Linked DNA regions of Mus musculus: region 1 is linked to region 2. Evidence: chromatin contacts called from public Hi-C data. All regions are on one chromosome and are shown on one strand. Each heading gives the region's core, a stretch centred on a gene start, on an enhancer-like site or on the middle of the called end of the contact. The rest is flanking DNA. Distances are from core to core; before and after follow the strand shown.

The links. A called contact is a pair of places that touch in the nucleus more often than the background predicts.
Region 1: a contact with region 2 is called in a Hi-C map of uterus, with 7 times the contacts expected there. The contact joins the promoter of Tmem29 here to the promoter of Lrch2 in region 2. A contact is called at or near these places in 6 of 39 promoter capture datasets (the 3T3-L1 cell line, cranial neural crest, frontonasal cranial neural crest and 3 more) and 1 of 484 Hi-C or Micro-C datasets (uterus).

The regions. Positions count from the first base shown.
Region 1 is chrX:150,455,552-150,461,853 of GRCm38.p6, reverse strand. It overlaps Tmem29 (transmembrane protein 29), which reads left to right and starts at 2,704. Exons shown (of 3, transcript NM_001359039.1): 1 at 2,704-2,782. It also overlaps a transcript of Apex2 not described here.
Region 2 is chrX:147,549,776-147,556,351 of GRCm38.p6, reverse strand. It overlaps Lrch2 (leucine-rich repeats and calponin homology (CH) domain containing 2), which reads left to right and starts at 2,271. Exons shown (of 21, transcript NM_001081173.2): 1 at 2,271-2,674. The coding sequence starts at 2,302.

The DNA.
Region 1 (6,302 bases), core at 1,455-3,954, 2.9 Mb before region 2:
TGCTGAGATTTGAACTCAGGACCTTCAGAAGAGCAGTCAGCACTCTTAACCACTGAGCCATCTCGCCAGCCCCAGCTTTGATTCTTAAAAACACATAGTCAGTCTTAGCCACATTTTTTTTTTTAAATAGAAAAGGACACAGACTCTGGAATTCTACTTTTCAGGTGAGTTAGGAGTTCCCCTCTAGCTTCTAATGTTGTAACCAAGTAATACAATCTAAGATACCAGTAGGAATTATTTATAGAAAAAAGCCTGATATACTATTTGGTAAAGTCAACAATGGTAATGTCATTAAAAATACATGCACCTGAAATACAAAGCCTCAAACATCTATAGAGGTTGGCTTTCAGTGCCTCTGTGTGCAGTCCAGATGCCTCTATATGGTTCTATGCAATAAGGTGGCAGCAATAAATTAGCTTTTTATTTTATTTATTTATTTATTTTATTTTGAGACAAGGTTTAGATCAGGCTGGCCCCTAATTCATTGGGATCTACTTGCCTCTGCTTCTCAGGTGCTAGGATTAAAGGTGTACACCACTATGTTTGGCTAATATATTAGTTTTAAAAGGATGAAATTTCTATTTACAAATAATCTCCCTTTAAAAAGTTATTTATTTATTTATTTATTTATTTATTTATTTATTTTTAAATCTTTCTCCAGACAGGGTTTTTCTTTGTGTAGCCTTGGCTGTCCTGGAACTTGCTCTGTAGACCAGACTGGCCCCAAACTCACAAAGGTCTGCCTGGCTTTGTAGTGCTGGGATTAAAGGTATACGCCACTATCTCCCGGTTAACAATAATCTCTTGAAGGTTTCTTTAGTATTTTACAACGTTGTAGACCTGCCTTAGAAACATTACTTTCAGGTGCATGATACTCTTAAGGAAAGCCAAGTTCACTTACTTCCTGACTTCCTTTGACTCTCATTTTACTGTTCTGTCTAGGGCACAAGTAGAGGAAAGGCTAGATATCATGGAGATGAGTGGATTTCATGCAGTTGTTGTGAAAACCACAACTCCCTTCTTCCAGGGAATAAGAGATACTTTCTTCGGGATCCATTTTGTGGGACCTTGGCCCAGGAATACAGAATTAGTTTACCCCAATGCCAAGTTCCATCATGGAAGGAGTTTTATAGTTTTATTTTTTACAAATAGTTTTATAGGACAAAGGAAGTCATGAATCAAGTCAAGTTTAAAATACATTGATGGGTAAACCAGAGAGGTATGAACAAGATGGAAGAGCTATTCTATAGGCCTAAGATGTTATCTGATGACAGTCTTAGCTCTGGGATTGGCAGAGCTAATGCTTTACTAAATTAATAGCTTCTAAGGGACTTTTATTTATTATCATAAGATATTAGTCCTAAGCAAATAGCTTCTAAGAGGTTTCTATTTATTATCACAGAATGTTAGCTTTAAGTTAATAGTGCCAATGAGCTTTTTATTTATTATTGCAAGATGTTAGTTCTAAAGTTACCACCTTCCAAAAGATTTTTTTCTATTATCACCAGGTGTTAGTGTTCAGATACTGAGTGGGGCCAGGAAGGCTAAACCTAGCTCAAGATAAAGCACTTAGCCTCTGAACCTGCACAATTCTAATCTCTCTATAATTCTGAAATTCCAGTGGGCCTATCATTTTCTGCAGACATAAACACAACCACACACAGCGTCTTTTCAGGGATTTTCATCGCAAAACTCTTTGTTTAAATAAAAGAAACTTTGGAGAGGAAAAAAAAGTGCAATGCACCAAGGAGTTGCTAGGCTGGACACAGGGATCTTTGCTGCCTGGATGCTCTATTTGGCTTCTCTTCAATATAGTTAAGAAAGGGGCCTGACCAGAGAACACAGAGACTTAATTCCAGGAAAACAACAAAGGCTGAAATAGCTGGAAGAAAAGTTCTCTAGAGCCCTGACCTCAAGGTTGGCTTCTTAATAAAATCCCATAAGAAAAACACCAGTAAACTACACATCCAAAGCATTCCTGATGCTAAAGTAACTGTCAGTAAGAATTGATTCCCATTCCCAAACTTGGTGCTGCACTGCCTATAATCTCAGCATTCTGGAGGTGGAGCCATGAGGATTAGTTCAAATCTGGCCTTGGTGAAATGCCAAGTTCCGGACCAGCTTCGACTACAGGACACTGTGGCTCAAACACAAGCAAACATACAAACAAAAAAGAAAGAAAGAGCTGGGCAGTGGTGGCGCATGCCTTTAATCCCAGCACTTGGGAGCTAGAGACAGGCGGATTTCTGAGTTCGAGGCCAGCCTGGTCTACAAAGTGAGTTCCAGGACAGCCAGGACTATACAGAGAAACCCTGTCTCGAAAAAACAAAAAACAAAAAAAGGAAAGCAATGTAGATCATTTGTGTTCAAAGTATACCTTCTTTTGGTAAAGGATGTGATCCCCCCCCCCGCCGGTGTTTTAGGGTACAGGTAAAATCATCCAAAAAGGTTTCATGATCAGAGAGGTAAGGGCTGAACGGGAGGCGATCTGGCTCAAGGCTCGAATGGCTAGAACATAAGGAGACCAGGGCTGTGTGGCTGCAAGTCACAAGCTCTGTTCTTTGGCCTAGAACAGGAGCTTTGGAAGTTACTTACCGGTAATGCTTAGGGAAGCTGGCAGCGACCTCACTCGTACCACTGCGCCAACGCGAAAATCAGCCAATCCTAGACCGCAGATTACAGCTTCCTTCCGGTGAGAAGGCGGGACTTCGGCTGATTTTCGCTAGGGTGAGGATGGGCGTTCGGGCTTTCATCGCGGATTCGGATCGCCGTACTCTCTTAGGCAAGTACGAGTGATTTTGGCGGTTTTCTCCATTCCGCTTACCTTCCGGAGTCTTCATTTCTACAACAGTTGACTGAAAAGCGGCAGGAAAATAATTTTGTTCCGTGAGGGTGAGTTTCAATTTCTGTGGCCGCTAGATGGCAATGTTAACCGCGGTATCGGAGTCCTGCCCACTCCACCCCGCCCTTTGTGCTTAAAAAAAAAGTAGTCTTTCTAAATTATGCTTCCTCAATCTGGTTCTCTTTTGCTTTTTTTTTTTTTTTTTGCTTGCCTGTGGATAAAGCCCTTTGCTCTTATAGTAGGCGGTTTAAATTCTGTTGGGCAGCTACTTGTGTTTTGGCTTTTCTAAAAGTCATTCTTTAACTTGTCTTTAGGATTAACATTAGAGGATCTTTATAAACATCCTCGTTCTTTTATTTAACCGTTTGCAGGGGTACTAATGAAAACAATTCTTATCCACATTGCAATCATCCAGACTCAATGCAGTTTACAATACTTGATTTAGGGATTATTTTTTTCTTCCCCATTCCCATGGGTATAATTTAAGCATACAGAAATGAGTATTTGTGTTATTGCTTTAACAATTTAAGAAAAGTGAAATCCCACTGAACCCCCCCTGACAGGTAATGATTAGAAAAAAGACCCTAGGAACTGGAGAGATGGCGAAGCAGTTAAGAGCTAGTACTGCTCCTACAGAGGACCCTTCCTAGGACACACCTTGGCTCTAGACAGTCAGATGCCTCTGGCCTACACCCACATGCACAGACACGTGCATGATTACAAGGTGATAAAAATGAATCTTAAAATGAGAAAAAGACTTGAACTTTTTTTCCAAATGTGACGACATCATCTAATAACTGATTTTCCTCCTTATGCCAATGTCAGGTATCATAAAGGATGATGCCTAAGGAGAGGATCATACTTGCTTTTTCCTCCTTGCTCACCATTATACTTTCTGCTCAGCATCAGAACTGCTATGTGTTCTCAACATTGGTGGTATTTGTTGAACAAATGACCAAGTGCCTGATTTCTTCAGGGTACAATTCTTTATCCATACAACATTACTGGGTCAGATCAGGCCTGGTGGTACAGGCCTGTAATCTAGCTACTGGGAAGATGGGTGGGAAGGGTTGCAGTTCAAGGCCTGCCTGTGCTGTTGAAGGCTGAGTGAGTTGAAGGCCAGCTGGGACTGTTTAATGAAACTCTGTCCATTGACTTTCTTTTGAAAGATGTTTATCTGTATCTATCTTACTGCTTTCTCGAGGGGAGAGTATAACTAAGTATTGACATTCTGATGCATGCACTAAAACTGAAGACTTACTTTTCTCATTTTGAAAATAATAAAAAGAAAAGAAGAGAAAAGAAAAAAAATCAGGAGATCTGGAGATATTGTTTCATTTTAGGCCAAACTTCTACTAGATGAAGGAAAGCATTTTACAAAGCAAGTGTGTGATTAGACAGTGATGGACTAGGGATGTTGGCAAATTTTTGGTAGTCTGGTTGCTCATCTTGATACCCGTGGTTATTGTCTCAGTACCTGTGTACTACCATTTTTGTAAAGGAGAGTGGAAGAAGAACCTGCTTTAGGGGGTGGTGGCCCACATAGGCCAACAGCTTGTGTCCTAGTAATGGCGGGGGGGTGGATGCTTGCTTACTTTTTACTTTTTTTTTTTTTTTTTTTTTTTTTTTTTTTGAGCAGGTTTCCATTATCCCAGAGTAGTTTTGAAGTGGCAATTTAGTCTAGCTAAGGATGACCAGAGTTTCTGGTTCCATATCCCTCAAGTGCTGGGATTACAGGTGTAATGTCAGGGGAATATAAAGAAGGAAAGCATATCAGTGTACATTTTTAAAGATAATTTCTCTATAAAGTGAAAAAAATTTTTATTGTACAGACTTACTGTTTCAACATCGCCATTTATTCACAATGCAATTTTAGAAGTAGATTTGTTAGGTCCAAAGGCCAAACAGTTCATTCACTCTTGAAAGAGTATTCTTTCTATGAGGATTCTTGTTTACCATGCCTTTCCTATGATTTAAAATATCAAATTATTATAAATATTAGAAGCTAATATTTAATATAAACAACACTTATTGCCATATATAATTACATTAAATATTAATTTAATAAATTGCTTTAATGTTAAAGTATTAAATAATATTTATGCTTATATGTAACTAATAAAATTTGACTTAATATTATTTAATTATTAAATATAAATATATTGTTATTGTTATTATTTTGGTACTGAGTATTGACCATGTATATGCTAGTCAAATGCTCTATATCTGACCTACAGAGTCCAGGCCTAATGTTTTTGATTTGTTTGTTTGCTTGTTTGTTTTTCCAGGCAAGGTTTCTCTAGGTGGCCCAGGCTGTCCTTGAACTCAGAGGTCTGCCTGCCTCTGCCTCCTGAGTGCTGAGGCATGTACCAGTACCACCCTGCTCCTAGGTTTGTAAAGGTAGTTAGATTATAATTTTAATAGTTGCAGGTATAGAAATGAGCTACCATCCATCATCTGCATTGCAAATTCTTCTTTTTTTGAAAGTGAATTATAACAATTTATTAACAAGGCAGACAGTTTTTTCACCGCAGTAGGTAAAGTTGACTTAATTTGTTTCACAGCTTTGGGTATTGTCCTTACACACAGAGGCCATCCATACATCTGTGGATTGTTCCACTTTTAAAATATATGCTGCTGAAGTGAGCATTGCATTGCAAGACTTTGACTTTTTTTTTAAAACTTTGCAGTTATATTTATCATTTTCAGATGTATAATTATCTTTTTCTATAACCAGATTTATTGATCTTTTGCCCCAGTGCTGGGATAAAATTTTCTGCTTTGATTGTGCAAGGTGAGTGCCCAGCTGCTGAGCTCTACCCTCAGCACTCACCCCCTGTTTTAGGGACTTAGTCTTGTGTAGAAAGCTGAAGGGATCCCTCTGATTGACTCCACCCCTCCTGTTATTTATTTATTTATTTATTTATTCATTTATATTTTAATGTGCATTGGTGTCTTGCCTGCATGCGTGTCTGTATGAGGGTGTCAGATCTCAGAGTTACAGACAGCTGTGAACTGCCCTGTGTAGGGAATTGAACCTGGGTCCTCTGGAAGAGCAGCTAGTGTTTTTAACTGCTGAGCCACCTCTCCAGCTCCCTGTTGCTTATTTTATCGTTACTCTTCTTTTGAGTTTCTACTAACCCTGCTTAAACTCCCCACTAAAATGCCTTGAAGATCCAAAGAAACAGAAAGAAAAGAAAAAGAAAAAAAAAAAGAGAATCCACAGTATCTTCATAGGAATGCCCACCTTTAAATCCTTCCCCATTCCTCCCACTTCTTCTCTTAGGGGGTGGGGCTCTCCTTGTTATCACCTCACCCTGGCACTTCAAGCTCTGCAAGGTTAGGCACATCTTCTCCCAGAGGCAGCCCAGCTAGAAGACATATTCTATGCACAGGCAACAGCTTTTGGGATAGCCCCAGCTCCAGTTGTTCAGGACCCACATGAAGGCCAAGCTGCACA
Region 2 (6,576 bases), core at 1,022-3,521:
TTCTTACTTAGTCTGTCTTTTAATTCTTTGGGAGATAATTTTCCGTCTTAAATTTGTTTGCATATTTTCCTTTACACTTAAGATTTTTTTTTATCCCCAGGCTGTCTTTATCCTGGAGCATAAACATTGTTTTTAAAATAAATTCAAATCTTTTTTGTAAGCATCAGTTATGTATTTATTTTGCAGTGTTAGGAATGAAACCTGGGGTCTCCCATATTCTAGGGAAGCACTTTACCACTGAACCAGCCCCTGGGTAATTCTTAAACTATTTCCTTTCCTTATTTTTTTCTTACTAATGAATTTAGCGTCATTCTTCATCCTTCTTAATTATGGAATGTCTCAGTACATTGTTTGGTTTGAAAAATAAGGGATAGGAAGTATAAGTTACAATATCTCTTTGTGATAGGAGTGGGACTTAGTTCCTTATTTGGGAGAATACAGGCTTACTGAGTCCTGGATGGCAGTCTGGGTAGTGACAAGATACAACCCAATTTTTTAAATGGGCATGTTGTTTGGGGATTATTATTATTATTATTATTATTTTTTTTTTTTGGTGCAGTACTGGTGGGTAAATCCAGTGTGGTACTGGTGGGTAAATCCAGGACCTAGCAAAAGTTCTATACTGATCTAAATCCCCACCTCCTACCAGTGTATTTAATAAATCATTTTCAATTGCTAATCACTGGTATAAAGTTCAGTTTAAGTCCTATTCTTTCTGTGATTCATGTCCAATGTGAGTGCAATATTCTCTCTCTCTCTCTCTCTCTCTCTCTCTCTCTCTCTCTCTCTCTCTCTCTCTCTCTTTGGTTTTTCGAGACAGGGTTTCTCTGTGTTACCCTGGCTGACCTGGAACTCACTCTGTAGACCAGGCTGGCCTCAAATTCAGAAATCCACCTGCCTCTGCCTCCCAAGTGCTGGGATTAAAGGCGTGTGCCACCACTGCTGGGCCATGCAATTTTTTCTTATCATATTCATTTAAAGTAACCCTCTATGGCCACAAAGTCACTCAGCCAAATTGCTTTTCTTCCCTATATTGTTTTTCAAAGTATATAGCCTATGGCAGATCAATTTCCTTGGTGCATGCAGTCTTCTCTAAGACTGTGGTATGTTGTTCAAATTTACAAAGATGTGAATCATGTGCACAAGTTATTGGAATTAATGATAAAGGGACATGCCAGAGCATTCTAATTGTTTTCCCCAATAATCTCATTGAGTATTAGGGAAGGGAGCTGGAGGCTCATTGGGAGAGAAGTAGGTAGTGGAAATCTGAGCAGCAGCTGAAAGAGCTCACTACCTATCTGCCTACAAAGATTGTGGTCAGATTATGGAGGCACCACAATGTCTTATAATCGACTTTCAACTTTCTTTGGCCTCTACATTAAAACGTCTCTTTAAGTTGTAAGAAGGAACTCCTAAATCCCAAGATGGATTGGCTTCAAATCCCAGCATCAAATCGTCAGAATGCCATTTAAACTAAAACCTGTATTTCAAAAATTCTTTCCAAGGTTGTTTGATGATCAAAGCGCTTTTATCATCCAATGCTGACGTGATGAGACGAAACTGGAGATATTTTGGAGTTCTTGGAACAACTTCAAAGAGTCATAGAACAGAATGTGGAGACCTCTCTTTCCAAGTTTGGAAGGCAGCAGTTTGGCTGAGACTCACTGCAAGGAGAGCCTTCCTTGAAAACATTTAAGGTCTTTTCCTACTTTGGGCTTCTAAAGGCTAGCAGAATGCAAGTTATGCCTTATTCTCAATACGGTTCTCATTTTCCTCTCCAACCCTTCTTTTAGTATATTTGCACTGAAAGATGATTCTTGAGGTATTTGTAGGAAGTATCTCAGGTCAGTTGCCTCCTAATCCTCCCAAGAGCTGTTTCTATACATTTTGAAAGAAGTCCTTTTATTCCCCACCTCACATTTTGTGTTTTGTTTTTGTTTTGCAGAAGGAAAAGGCAAAGCACTCTGAGAGACTTGGGAGCAGGGGGAGGAGGCGCAGAGCTCAAGAGACTTCCAGTTAACCTGGTACCTCTTAAGACTTTGGTACCCAAAGCAGCGGACCCTGGATTTAGCATCCTTCCTCGGATCCTCGGTTGTTTTTTTTTTTTTTTTTTAACAAACGTTGAGCACGTTCCAGCGTCCTCTGTGTGCGCGACACCTCATAGCCACTGGCCCGGGGTTCCTTCCTACCATCTCCCTCGCCCCCCCTCCCACCCTCAGCCTGCGCATGCGTCCTAAGAACCCCCTCCACTCGCGGCCCAGGCTCCGAGTATTGTCGGGGGCTATTCTCTCTCCCAGGAACATGGCGGCGAGTCAGGGAGGCGGTGGGAACAGTGGGGGCGGCGGCTGCAGTGGAGGTGGAAGTGGCGGTGGCGGTGGCGCGGCTGGAGGAGGAGGTGGTGGTGGTGGAGGAGGAGGTGGGGGGGCCGGGGCGGGAGGAGGTGGCGGCTGTGGCGGGACCGTGGCGGTGCCCATCCCGGTACCGACTCTTTTCGGTCAGCCGTTCCCCAATGGGCCGCAGTGGCACCCGGGGAGCTTGCAGCCGCAGCACACGGTGAGGAGCCTGGACCGGGCCCTGGAGGAGGCGGGGAACTCTGGCATCCTGAGCCTCAGTGGCAGGAAACTCAGAGAGTTCCCGGGCAGCGGTTACGACCTGACGGACACCACCCAAGCAGGTGACAGGCTGGGGGGAGGGGAAGCGGGGCCTGGAAGGAGGATGGGGAGTGGGTGGCTGCGTGGCTGCCTTGGAGTCTGCTGGCCCGGCGCGCAGAGGCGGCGGGAGTCCCGGAATCCTAGCAGCCTCCTGTGACTGCAAAGGGGCAATGCAGGCAGCGGGAAAGAGGGGCGCCAGTAGCCCAGGGATGATGGAGAGCTGGCTGCGATGTTAGGGGCATTATTGTTAGAGAGTTGCGTGCATACAGGCAGAAGGGACTTATTGACACCTTCCTTAATGCACTTCTTGCAACTCTTGGTCTTATCTTTCCCTACCTCAACTGTGAGTAGGTGGGAGGCAGTGAGGGGGAGTTGAGAACAGACAATGCAGAATATCATAATCTCTACTTATTCCTTGAAGGCATCCATGCCTGCACGAATGGCATAGTCCTTTTTAGAGTCAGGTTTGCTGTTTGTGGTCTTATGGTGGATTTGTTTAATCATCTTAGGGTATTTTTGGCTTCTTTCCCCTCATGTATGCCTTATAGAGTGTTTTCTATTTTATCTTATTTTATTTATTCATTTTCCTGGCGTTGAGAGGTGATGGTGGCTAGATTAGTATTTGTTGTAGTAGCAAATTAAATCATCAATCACTTAAGGGTTTGGTTATTGGGTGAAAGGCAGTCCAGATTTGAATGATGTTAGTTTTAATTTTTATAGCAGAAATCAAAAGAAATGAGCATTTTTGAGAAAAATATTCCATTTCTTATGGAGTTGATGGTTAATGGATTATCCTATACTCTGTGTTCGTCTTTGTTGTGGCTGGTATTTTTGCTGTTGTTACGAATTCGCTCTCCTTCTAAAGCTGTGCAGCTTATTTTTAGCTTTGTTTAGGTTTGCTGAAAGTTTTTTTTTCCTTCTCATGATCTTTAATTCTTTATTTATGTACCCCATATACTCTGCTGAAATGAATTATGCACCAAAATATTAGAAGTGATGTAGTGATTTTGAAGCAACATAGTAAGTAAATTCATGCGTAGTAGGAAATAGTAAACAACCTTATTTACAAACCAGACAAATTGAGTGCATTCAGTTTCTAGACATCAAATCAAGATGCATGCACTGGCAGAGGATGGAAGAGGAAGAAAACCTCAAATGAAGCTTCCTAGTCAATAATCCTCTTAGGCGTTAGCCTCAGGAATGCATAATCAAGACCTGATTTTGTATTTTGGAAAGCACATTTGAATGTTTACACCTTTACCAAGAACAGATTGTCCAAACAACTCTATTCACATACTCATGGTGAGGTACTGACAATATATGCTCCTTGGTGTGTTTTTACAAAAGCTTCAAGAAAAATGGCTCCATGATGCATTCTTATAGGAATTGTTTTTCTTACTGTTTTTTTCTTTTCTTTTTTTAACCCATAAAGGTTCCTTCATTCTACCTGTGGGACAAAGTTTAAGCATCTTAGCTGTCACTGTCTGGCCCCAGGTTAATTATTGCAACCTTATCTCCACAAATGTTTCTGCCTTCTGTTCCAACTAGGTCAGCTTGCTGCCCTTCAAATGTGTTTGTGTAATTTTGCCTCATATTCATGAAGGTTCTCAGTATGCAGGAGGTTTTCTAAGAAGCTGGCTCCATAATCCATAGCAGTCTTCTGTTTCTTTGAATTCCTCGGCACTTATTGTCTTTACTACTTGTTTGACATTTCTGACTTTATTTTCCCTTTATGCTTGTGCCTTGTTCTCCCTGAGGATATGGGGAGCCCCTTTAAAGGTATATACTCATTTAGTGTTACCATTCTATATTGCTTCCTCCTCCTCCCCCTCCTACTTCTCCTCCTCCTCCTCCTAGCCCCCTCCTCCTCCTCTTTGTATAGTGACGTTTCTCACAAACATGAACATCATTTTATTCAGTTATAACCATTTGCTTTTAAGCCTTTGGTTGGTTTTCTGAGGCAAACCTCAACACAACCCAGAACCATATTTGTTCTTGGTAAGCTGTTAACTCCCCATATCTTTTTGTTGGTACTGGTGCTGAAGACTCAGGATTTTGCACATGCTATTGAAGCATTCTGTATCCATCTTAATCTTTACTAGGGTCTACATGGTATACCTTTTGGTGTGTGTACTTGTGCTTGTGCCCGTGCAAACCTGTGCTAGGGTGTGTATGAAAATGTGTAGGCCAGGGGTCAGCCTCAGGTGCAGTGCGTTTGATTTTCTTTGAGAGGTGCTCTCACTGCTCTGAAGTTGTCAAGGAGACTAGGCTGGGTGGTTTGAGAACACTGAGGACCCATTTCTCTTCCTTTCTCCAGCTCTGGGATTTAAAAAAAAAAATGTGCCAAGCTTTTTTTCTTTTGTATGTAGATGCTGGGGATTAAATTTAGATACTCATGCTTACCTGACTAACACCGGCTGAGGCTGAGTAAGGTGTTTTCATTTGTGTGTTTTCCTCCTTTACCTTTTCATTCTCTTCCTGCTTCCTCCTTTGTGTGTGATACTCCTGTGTGTAAACATTCCCTTATGGATGAAGGCACATGGGTGCTATGGGCAATGTGTGGTCATCAAAGGAGTATCTTGCATATCCGTTCTTACCTTCTACCTAAAGATAGGAGTCTTCTGGACTCTGAGTATTCTTGGCTAGCTGACCCATGATCTTCTAGGGCTTCTGCTGCCTTTCTTCTTATCTTCCTAAAGGAGTGCTGGGATTGCAAATACCTGAGTTACTGTGCCTGTCCTTTACGTGGGTTCTGGGGATTTGTACTCCAGCTGTCATTCTGTTGACAGGACTTTACCCATTGTCATTTCCCCAGCTCCCCTTACCCACCCTTTTGAGACAGAGTCTCTGTATTTCCAGCTAGTATTGAATTTACTTTGTATCCCAAATTGGCCTTGAACTTGAGATAATTTGCCTGACTCAGTCTCACCTAATTACAGGCATAAGCAACCATCTGATAGTACTTTTCAAAATAACTCTGCTTTATTATAAGCTATGATGCATATATGAAGGAGAATAGGCAGATTTTTCTCTTTCTTACTTTGAGTTATCTTTGCTTAATATTATACTTTCTAAACCCACCCACTTGCCTCTTAATTTCACTTTTATGAATATCTGAATAACATTCTAGTTTGTATGTGTAGTACATTTTCATTATCTACACATTTGTAAGTGGATGCCCGTGTTCATTCCATTTCATTGTTATTGTAAATACAGGAGCGATAAATATCGATGTGCAACTCTACCTGGTATGGAGTCCTTTGAGGAGTCTAGCTGGGTTATATGGTCGGGGTTCTTTTGTTTTATTTTCTGAGGAAATTCCAAACTCCTCTCCTTACTTATTGTAATAGTATGAATTCTACCAGCAGTGAGTAAGGATTACTTCTCCCCATCCTCCCCCTATAACCCTGTCCTCTCTAACTTTTGCTGTTAGATTTCTTGATGGTAGCCATTCTGACCAGGGTATGTTGAAGTCTCAAAGTAATTTACTTTGCATTTATCCAGTGACTACTGATGTTAAGTACTTTAAACAATACATTCCATTTGTGTTTCTTCTTCTGAAAAATGTCTGTAGATTTAATTAGCCCATTTGTTAATTAACAGTTTTAATTCCTAGCCTATAATGTGCATGCATGTGTGTGTGTGTGTGTATATATATATATATATATATATGCTGTTAGTATGGGTGTAGTTATAACATTTAGAAAGACAATAGAGAGAATACAATTAGATGATGAGGAAGGATGGGATAAAGGTAAAATGACATGTGAATCATGAACAGGACATAATGACACTTTTTCTCTCCTGGTTTCAACTCTCTCTCATAGATTTGTAAATTTTTTTGTGGTATACAAGTGAAGAAAAATTTAATTGAAAGTAAAAGTGTAAAGCCCTAAGCAAAGCTTTGTCTCTTCAGAAATGATCA